Regions from separate parts of the Mus musculus genome. Here region 1 is linked to region 2. The links are chromatin contacts, called in public HiChIP or PLAC-seq maps. All regions are on one chromosome and are shown on one strand. Each heading gives the region's core, a stretch centred on a gene start, on an enhancer-like site or on the middle of the called end of the contact. The rest is flanking DNA. Distances are from core to core; before and after follow the strand shown. Region 1 overlaps Chchd6 (coiled-coil-helix-coiled-coil-helix domain containing 6). Region 2 overlaps Podxl2 (podocalyxin-like 2).

The links. HiChIP or PLAC-seq counts read pairs in DNA pulled down with a chosen protein or histone mark.
Region 1: a FOXA1 HiChIP or PLAC-seq map of pancreatic cancer cells shows a contact between it and region 2. The contact joins two enhancer-like sites.

Annotation. Positions count from the first base shown.
Region 1 is chr6:89,460,872-89,466,359 of GRCm38.p6, reverse strand. All of the region lies in intron 5 of Chchd6 (coiled-coil-helix-coiled-coil-helix domain containing 6), which reads left to right. It overlaps Gm46966 (a long non-coding RNA gene), which reads right to left. Exons shown (of 4, transcript XR_003956465.1): 4 at 1-5,488. Among named protein-coding and RNA genes, the nearest start is that of Gm46966, 10 kb to the right of the region's middle. Within about 2 kb of position 3,744, at least 27 of the 459 cell types and tissues checked have an H3K27ac peak or open chromatin away from gene starts, as enhancers often do. A contact at or near this core is called in pancreatic cancer cells, where this site is marked.
Region 2 is chr6:88,867,914-88,872,720 of GRCm38.p6, reverse strand. The region is part of intron 1 of Podxl2 (podocalyxin-like 2); the gene reads left to right. Among named protein-coding and RNA genes, the nearest start is that of Podxl2, 4.7 kb to the left of the region's middle. Within about 2 kb of position 3,035, at least 45 of the 459 cell types and tissues checked have an H3K27ac peak or open chromatin away from gene starts, as enhancers often do. A contact at or near this core is called in pancreatic cancer cells, where this site is marked.

The DNA of each region.
Region 1 (5,488 bases), core at 2,495-4,994, 590 kb before region 2:
TGATTTGGGATTACAAAAAGGAGTTGAAAAAAAAATCCACCAGCTATGGCTCTAATTATCACAGTCGCCCATATGTTCTCAGGCATGGAGATATTCTTTCTGGTTGTATGTGCAGTACTGTTTCCTGCTGTGCTCTCCTCATCTCTGCGTTGGGCTTGGCTACTCAGAGCTTGTGCACATGCTTCTGTAGGGTGGGAGGAAATGGCCTTGTAGCAGCTTTCCCCCTCCAAATCTGCTTTCCTTTCATCGCGCTCCTCTTCCTCCTGGGTTTCTCTGTTAGGCCGGTTTCTGCTCTGCCATGGGAGAAGCAATCCTCCCAGCAGGCTCCTCCACCTCACTCTTCCTCCCTACTGCTGGGAAAGGGGCACCCCACTCCTCACACAGAGAAGTTTACATGCTTGTGAATAGTTCTACGCTTCGATAGGAGCTGTCAAAAGTATGCTCTCCTTTCTGGTAGTGCTTTGCTGGCAATAATAGAGAGGAAAACACCCCACATCCCAGCAGATGGAGATCAGGCTAGAGGTAGTGGGGTTGCAGTGAGGCTGAAGAGTAAGGCTTACCTGTATTATCTCTGAAAGGAGGTGTGTGTGTGTGTGGGGGGGGGGGGTGATCTTTTCCATGGATAAGCTCATTCTGGTAATGGTTGAGAAGAGGAAAGTACAGCCTCTGACAATTTCTCTATAGCTGCTGCTTTTCTTCAGTTTGGCTTCTGTTTGCTGAACACTCCTAGACTTGCCATTTGCAGCTCCCAGACCTTCCAGCCATCATGCTCCTCCTTATCCCCTCCCTCAACATCCCCTTCCTGTTTCTTCCTCTCTTCCCTTTCTTTTCCTTTTCTGTTTCTTTAAGCATAGGCACCGACAACAAAGCCTGATCTAAGAGTAAGTGGGGAAGATCTGGACAGTGGAACCCCATTTGGTTTCATGGCATGGAGAGTGGGATCGTGCCCAGGAGGAGAAGGGCTAATTCTGGAGCTCTGAACAAATCAGGGTTCAGGGCAAGGCAAGAAGAGTAAGGTGGAATGGTGGAGTCCTCAGGCTGGAATTCTGCCGTCCTTGGGGCCAGTCCTGGGCTTCCATGTGGGCCTCCCCTGGTCATTATGACAGGTAGGGAAGGAAAGTCTGCACCATCCAAGCTCATGGTCCAAGAGAAGGAGACTTTGTGGTGCTTTTATACTACTGTGTTTATTCTGCCATGATGGCCTTTTAGTGTGGAAGGAGAGGCTGCAAACTTTCCACATAACTATACAGTGTACCACATTGAAAGCTATAAGTGTAGAGTGTTGAATTTTGCCAAGGATAACAGTGAACTGCTGAGGACATGGGCCAATGTTTTCATGCACCTGAGGAAAAACTATAGGCATACTAGTCACAGGGGACAGTCATCCATTCAGCTGAGCTGACAGAGCCTGGGTATCAGTGTCTGAAAGGCTAGGTTGTCTCTGTTGTTCTGCAGTTCTCATTTCTCTCTATGTCTCCATTTCCTCATCTTTAAGATAGACTCATCTGTGCCATCTGTGAAGAAAGAATGAAGGCTAATGTAGGCAGTACCTATGGAAATGTTGCTCTAGACAAGATTCTGGTTTTGCGCTGTAGCCACCTGGGATCCTGTATGGTGTCATAGTGAGTTCTTTAGTTTGGGATTGGTGCATGCGCATGGGTATGTACATGTATGCTGTGAGTTTGAACCTAGGTATGCAGAGGTGAGTTTTAGTCTGAAGATGGTCTGCCCTCATCTCCTGCTCTCTGAGATGGAGAAACCTCTTCTCTGGGCTTTATAAGGCTTTTTATGAATGCCTACCAGGAGTCCCACAAGCAAGGCATTGTGCAGAGGGCTGGGGCTAGTTTGAACTGGCATTTCTCACACACCAAGAGAATGTTTATTGAGTGTTAGATACATGCACCAGGTAGGTGAAACCCTCACTGTCCTCGGAGTTGTGCTCAGAGGATCTCTTACCATCGTGCTTGCACTCGAGCTGAACATGCACTTAGCTGTCATGTTTGTTCTAGGAGATGAACAAACTGGGGTAGGATCCCCACAGTGTGCCCAGAATCAGCTGGGGTGACTTGTATCTCTTAAACCAGTGCATTTGCTTCTCACAGTGACTCCTGTGAAATGCCTGAAAAGCCCACAGAGCTGACTGCTTTTGCTGGTAAAAGCTCATTTGACTGTGACTAACCATGGCCACCCATTGAACTGAGTAAGAGAGGGGACAAGTATGCTTTAAGGTCCTGTAGACATCTTCTAGTTCAGCCTTGGTAATGGAAAAACAAGTGTGCTGAGTATGGTGTTTATCTGCCCATTATTTTATCATGAGTCATTATTTGTGTAAAGCAAACATTAGGATGCACACTGACATAAGTAATAAGTTCTCTTTAATGTTATTTTCACCCTTTCCTCTTTTTTAATTTTAAGTACATAACCACTCCACATCGATTCAAGTTTGTTGCTTCATGGAAGCCTCAGGTGTGGAGGGGAGGTGGTGAGGCTTGGGGCAGGCCATGGATCCTCTGGTGTGGAGGGGAGGTGGTGAGGCATAAGCAATGTGTGGCTCCACCTTGTAGAGTCTTCTGGAATAGAGAGAACTGATTGATACCCTTGCTCTAGTTTATGGGCCACAAAGAACCCCCTCCCCACTTCTGTAAGACCTCATCTCACTTTCCCAAACTTGCCAGCTGCACAGAGGAGAAAGCTTGTAAACTAGCTTCCAAGACTGAATTTGGAGAAAGCACAAAACTCAGAAATGTTTGTATTCTTCTTAGACTTTGGCTCTTTCCTAGCACAGACGTCTGTACACATCTGCTTGCCTATTCCTGAGTGGTCAACCCTTTTTCCTCCTTTTTCTCTGATAAAGAAGGCCTGTAAGCAGATCCAGACAGTCCTGATCAGCCATCTTACTAACACACTCACAAAGCCTGCCTGACTAGGCACAGGTATCCTTGTCTCTTGGGGTGTCAATCAGTGTATCCACAATGTTTTCACTTGCTAGTGAGCATGTACACACCAGGGAGGCATGGCCTTCACTCACAGGGTGACACTATCCTACACTCAGCAGAAAGGCCACCATGAGAGAGGTGAGAGCAGGTGAGAGTTTCAGACGATGCTATGGGAGTACATTGACAAAGCCGCGTCAGGAAACTGAGGTCTAGGTCTGTTATGACCAGGTATGGATGTACCTAGTGACGCAAAAGATTCTCCAGAAGAAGCCATGGGGCAGTGCTCAGGAAAGCCTAAGACCAGAATCAAGGAATTCATTCATCTATCCAGTGAAGAGCAAGAATGAGCAGCATGTTGCTGCAGACAGCAATGATGAAGATTGCAAACCCTGTGAAGGAACTAAAAGAGGCCAGGTATGGAAGAGATATGTGTGATCTATCTGCATTAAAAACAGCAAAGCAGATCTGAGGGTTACAAGGTTGAACAGTGGAGACAGCCTGACTGAAAGATATGTAGCTTGGGGGTGGGACACTGGTCACTTCAGGTGCATGGGTTGGCCAAGATCCACTCTCTGACCTACGAAAGATTCACCTGTCAGTATGTTAGACTTTGAGGAAAAAAAGGGACAGCCATTGAGGAGGAAAGGCCACCAGGGAGTGCCTGATATCTTCTGCTGCTTTCTCCCTTCTCCTGGGGCCTGGGGCCCTCCCACAGATCATAGCACACACAGCACATACCATGTTGACTAGTCCATGCTAGTGTCTATGGCTTTTTCTCTCCTTCCTTTAAAAGCTGTTGAGCACAGTCCTGATCAGTGTCATTAAGAAAGGGTGATTCATCGGTGGGGGCCAGGAATGCAGTGTTAGGCATATAATAGGGGCTTAGTAAATATTTTCCAGAGTAAAGAGAGGAAAGTATGTGCACATAAACAGGAAACAAATGCATTTGGGTTATTGGAGGGGAAGAAGGGAGCTTTGCCAAGAAGGCTGCTTAGTGGAAGCAGTGTTTGGAGAATGACCAAGATGCCATGGCAGCCTAAAAGGTGGAGGCCCAGCCTCAGCAGAGGTGCCTCACACATAGGCCATCGGAGGTGGGGATGAATAGAAATTGGCATGTGATTTTGAGGGACCTCACTGAAATGTGTGGCCTTAGATAGTTTTAAAGTCTGTAAGGCCTGAAAGCTGGAGAGAGATTTGAGCTTGAAAGCCCATGAGAATAATGGTACCATTGAAGGAAAGAAAGTCATGTGAGCTACTGCTTTTGGGGCCAGTGATGAGCTTAATTTTAGACATGTGCTTATGAGGCAGAATGTCCAGCACATGGTTAAGAAGTGTTAAGCAAGAGGAGTGGATCCTACAAGACAATAGTCACTCTGATTTTGTGAGCCTGTACCATGTGCCAGGCCCCTTTCATAAGTTATCGCTGATCCTGGCTTCAGCCCTGCAAGCTAGATTATATTACATGTGTTCTACAAATGAAAGAACTCGGAAACAGGCTGAGCAAGCTGCCAGAAGCCGTGCAGCTGATAGATGGAGTCTGCTCCTTTCACCACACCATGCTGCCTCTCTACATCATCTTGGAAGAGAATGTGGGAAGCAGGCCGGATTCTGTGGGGGCAGAGAGCGTAGACCCAAGAAAGCCTGTGTAGCAGGACTTGTGAGCCACACCCAGGGAGCCTTGTCAGTCCTCCTCTCTGGAGAAGCTAACACTGGGCTTTGTAGGGGCGAGGTAGGCATGTGAGGAGGAAAGGGCTGGCCGTGTTTTCAAGAAGTTTCATCAAGAGTATATTTGTAGTTGAGAAAGGAGTGGAAAACCTGTATATCCGAAAGGAACACTCCTAACACCTTTTGGAAAGGGTCCAGCAGAAGCTAATCCAGAGTCAGAAGTGGGCATGCCAACAAATGGCCACAGGTTCTTTAGGAGTGAAGAGATCAAGCCACACAGTGAGTAAGCGTGTTATTGCTGCAAGAACAGCTGCACAGGCATGTCCATTAGACACCTCTGTTGAGTACAGGAGGCCTACCCAGAGGTGCCACTGAGATGCAGAGCAGGGCACTTTTGTAGAGATGAAACAAGTGACAAGGACTCCCAGAGAAAAATCTTGAGAGAGATGCAGCCAGAGTGGGGATACAGAGGTCAGCATAGTGTGAGTGGTTCATTCTCATTCTTTTTGTCCCATCCTCAAACAAGTCCAGGAAGTGGGGACTCTCACCAGCCTACTGGGCAGTGAACTGGCATGGCCATCCACAGCAGTGGTACCACAAGTTGGGTGGAGTTACAGATAGCAGTTAGAGTTTGCTGCCCTGAGGTTCTGGCCACCTGAATTCAGGGAATCAATATTTAGCGTCTGCCAGGCTCAAGTCAACACTGTTGCTGGGGAAGGTTCCTGAGTGGAGCACACAGGAGCACTGCAAGCACCCCTCCCCGTGGCATGGTTGCTTCTGCCTTGTTCTTTGCTTAAGCACCTTAAAAGCCAATTTGCAGCAGCCATGGCCTTTCTCCCCAGGTACTTCACATAAGTCTCAAAAGTGTAATTCTTATGCAACTACAA
Region 2 (4,807 bases), core at 1,786-4,285:
TGAGACCCTCCCCCCCCCCCCCCCCCCCGCGCATATGTCCTAAGTGATCACCCAGTACCCAAGCCTTTGGAAAATAATCAGGTCTATATAAAGACAGAGCAGCCATTGCAAGGAACATGCCTTCCAGAGAATAAAAATTGGTTGGGAAGAAGTCAGAACCAAGGGAAATATCAGATTCCCCTCCCCCCTTTTAAAGTGAGATTTCAGTCTTTGTGAATGGCTATAGGCCACCAGGAAAGGTTGATAAAGAGGAGATAAAGAGGAGCAGGTCACTCCAGCTGTTGGAGTGCAGATGGAGAGTAGAGGGTCCCACCTGGACAAACCCAGGATGAACCCAGCTCTGCACACAGACGTGGCTGAGCAAGAAGCTTTGCCCCCCACGCCTGTAGCTCTATCTACCTTGCTGTCTTTGGGGCAGTTGGCTGGAGTGTGCTGGGCCAGTTGGCTGTGGCTGCTTCTCTACCACACTTAAGTTAGGAATGTTTTGTTTTGTTTTGTTTTGTTTTGTTTTGTTTTGTTTTGTTTTGTTTTTTCAAGATAGGGTCTCATCATGTAGCTCTTGTTGTCCCAGGGCTTACTATGTAGACCAGGCTGGCCTTGAACTCACAAAGATCTGCCTGTGTGTGCCTCCCAAGTGCTGGGATTAGAGGTGTGTGCCACCACACCCAGCTAAGTTAGGTTCCAAGGAGGTAGTTCAGAGACTCCAAAGCAAGCAGGGCACATCTTTTCAGGACCCGTGTAGAGGGTGAGTTCACGACTCCTGAGGAAGACCAACTTTACTCTCTCCTACTGTGGCTGAAGCTGTCTTCTCCGGCATCCCTGCTGAGGCACAGTGTGTGGATAAAGCTGTACTCCTCCTGGCCTGGAAGTGCGTCTGCTCAGGCGCACTGGGAACCTGTACAATATTCAGGGTTTAATTAGCACACACATCCCTCATCACCTGACGTTTTCTTCTCCCTGGGATGCATGAATGAGTTTTTCCAGATTGGTTTCTCTCGTTTGGCTCCTTGCCATCCCCGCTCCCCAGCCCTGGGGAGGCTGCTTCTGCAAACGAGGGCTGCCGAAGCAGCTGGTATCTTGTATACAATTTAGATTCCATTTTTTCCCCTAAACTGCTAATTTCCCTGCAGGCAGAGACTGTCCAAAGTCCATCTTTGCATCACCAGGGAGGACCTGGCGGACCACCCCGCTCAGACCATAAGCTCGGGAGAGACCGAGTGATTCTTGTATGAATTTTACGTGCAATAAGATGGCACATTCCTCACGTGGGGATCTTGGTTTTAGTTGGCAGTAGGATTTTGTGAATCTGTTCCACTTTTTTAAAATTAGAAAATAAGTGTTAAATAAACAAGGACACTTTATAGAAGTGTTTCTAAACAGGGCCCCTGTGGGCCTGTGAATAGATATTCGTGGTGGATAGCATTGTGGGGGCACTTCAGAGGAAGACAGAGCCCTCTACCTGAACTCAGCTAGGAACCCCAGGCAGCATGTCCAAAGGCAAAGGGTGTCCTCCGATCCTCAGTGCGGGCTCCCCTCCTGGGTACCTACATCCCGTGGGGGTAACTATGCTGCCTTGAATATTGTTTTATGCAGCCCAGCTCAGCAAATAATTACTTCCCCAACCTCCTTTATAGAACATCTGCAAGACCTTCCTGTGGGGAGAAGCAGCTAATTACAGCTCTTTCTATTAACTTAGTCCCACGAGTCCTCAGTGATTTCATCTGTAAAACAAGAGGGTCCGACCCAATTATTATTTATTCACTCAAGGGCTTGTTGAGCCCAGTTGCATATCAGAAACTAGACTCTGTAGTGTAGAGGGACCCACTATGTGCTTACCATCTGAGGGACCCACTGTGTGCTTACCATCTGAGGGAGGTTGTATGATTGGGTGAGCAGATTGTAGGGCCAAGGCGGGAATAACAAAGAATGGCACCCTGCCAGGGCTAGTGACTAGGAAAGGCTGTTCAGGAACTATTTGGGACCGGGAAGTTGTCTCGGTGGATAAGAATGGTTGCCATGCAAGCATGAAGACCTGAGTTAGAGTCCCAGTGTCCACAAAGGCTGGGCATGGCTGGACATGCTGTAACCCCAGCTTTGGGGGGGCAGAGACTGGTGGATTTTGGAGTTTGCTGGCCAGCCAGCTAAGCGTCCAGTTCAGTGAGAGACACTACTAGCTCAAGGGATTAACACTGAGAATGATAGGGAAAGCCACCGGGCGTTCTTCTCTGGCCACTGCATGTGTGTGCATACTCACATGTTCACGAGCATACAAGAACACACACACACAGTATGCATACTCACATGCTCACATGCATACAACAGACACACATACACACCGTGTGCATGCTCTCATGCATACAACAACAGACACACGTGAGAGAGAGAGAGAGAGAGAGAGAGAGAGAGAGAGCCGTGAGAGAGAGGGGGCTGTGTCCAGTGTCCAGAGACAGGAATAAGAATTAGGCAGTTGAGGAGGAGGAGGCCAGAGAGGTGGCTCAGCAGTTGAGAGCACTCGCTGCTCTTGCAGAGCACTGAACTGGGTTCAGTTTTTAGCACCCGCACTGAGGTTCACAACTCTACTTCCAGTATGCAATGCGCTCAGCCTGGCTCCATGGGCACTACAGAGCAGGTGGTACATGCAGGCACACATTCAGGAAAAATACAAATCAACAGCTCTTTGAGAATTAGGTAGGGAAGAGATGAGGATAAATGGATGCTCATGTAGAAGGCATAGCATGTATGAAGAAAGCAAAGGAGGTTGTAATGTTCTGGAAATCTCTAGAAATTCAGTTTAAAGCACAGAGCATTCAGGGAATGATTTCGACTGTGAAGAGTGGGGGAGGGGTACTGGGCTTTGTCCCTTGATGGGGAGTCCCTCTACCACTTTAAAGAATATGGCTGGGTCATCTTTGCGATGGGATGGTAGGTACCGATTTGGCTGTCAGAAGCTACTCTGAGTTTTGTTATTCCAAGTGTGGTCTGTGGACCAACAGCATTACTCATCCATGCAGAGCCCGGCGCACTGGGTGAGTCATATGTACACTTAGGCTCTGGTGGCACTCTGTTCCAGAGGGTAGTGTGGAGGAGAGTACACAGTGAGCAGTGGTGGCGAATCTTGAAATACCCGAGAGATCCCTGGGGGATTGTCTCTGGAGAGAGTTGGTTAGAGGATATTCACCGGCCAGCATGTTGGGAGTGTGTAGCTTGGGGAAGCACCCCCACCTTCTCATTTGAATAGACCTGATTCCTTCCTACCAAAACTGGCCTTTGGAGCTGTGAGTAGTATATCCCTCATTCCAGTAATGTGTCCTTGGCTGTTTTGTTGCAGTGTGAGGTCTGGCACACTGTGTGTGTGCTCTCTTGGGGAGCACCATCATCCACCCCGTAGAATGAGATGAGGAGTGAGCATTCCCAGGCTCTGCCCAAGTTGTGCTCCCTCCTAGCATTACTTCTTGTTCAGCCTCTCCCTGCTTTGCAGTCTGCTAGCAGGGCACCGTGCTGTCATCCTGTGGTGTGCTTTCAGGCCTCATGTACACACATACATACATGCCTACATACATACATACATGCCTACACACTCATACATACATGCCTACATACATACATGCCTACACACTTATACATACATGTCTACATATATACATACATACATGCCTACATACATACATACATGCCTACACACTCATACATACATACATGCCTACACACTTATACATACATGCCTACATACATACATACGTGCCTACACACTCATACCTACATGCCTACATACATGCCTACACACTCATACCTACATGCCTACATACATGCCTACACACTCATACCTACATGCCTACATACATACATACATACATGCCTACATACATGCCTACACACTTATACATACATGTCTACATATATACATACATACATGCCTACATACATACATACATGCCTACATACATACATGCCTATGCACATACATACGCACATACATACATGCATGCATACACACACATATATACGCAGCATGTTACACTATGCTATGGTGATCTATTATCTTCTTGGGCTCTATGGAGATCAGGGACTATATCTTTCTTATTTCTGCATATGCTGGGCTTTGTATAATACCCGGTGCAAAGCCAACATTTATAAATTGCATGCATGAATGAGTGTAATCCTACTCTGATATGAAAGAACACCATTTATAACCTTTCTCAGTGTACATACAGGCTGCATCAAATTTGGGGGTGTGTAACAAATCATCCCCAAATTTTGTGACTTACAACAGAACTTCTTGGGATGGCAAGATAGCTCAGTAGGTAAGGATGCTTGTCACTAAGCCCAATGACCTGAATTCAGTCTCTCCAGCCCACACAGTAGAAGGAGAGAGCTGATTCCCAAAAGTTGTCCTTTGAAATCCATGCACATGTGCACACAAGCACACACACAAGAGAGAGAATAAATGTTAATTTAAAAACAATATTGAAAAACCTCCAGAAATTTTTTGTTACTGTTTTTTAATGTGTATGGGTGTTTTGTCCACACATATATCTGCACATCATGTATCACATGTGTGCCCAGCACAGGCAAAGGCCAGAAGAAGACATCAGATCTTCCAGAACTGGAGTTCTAAATGGTTGTGAGCCACCATGTGGGTACTGGGAATTGAACCCATGTTCTTGGAAAGAGCAGTCAGGACCCTTAACCAGAGAGCTATTTCTCTAGTCCCAACCCCCAGAAATTCTTTTTTTTTTTTTTTCTTTTTTTTTGGTTTTTCGAGACAGGGTTTCTCTGTATAGTCTTGGCTGTCCTGGAACTCACTCTG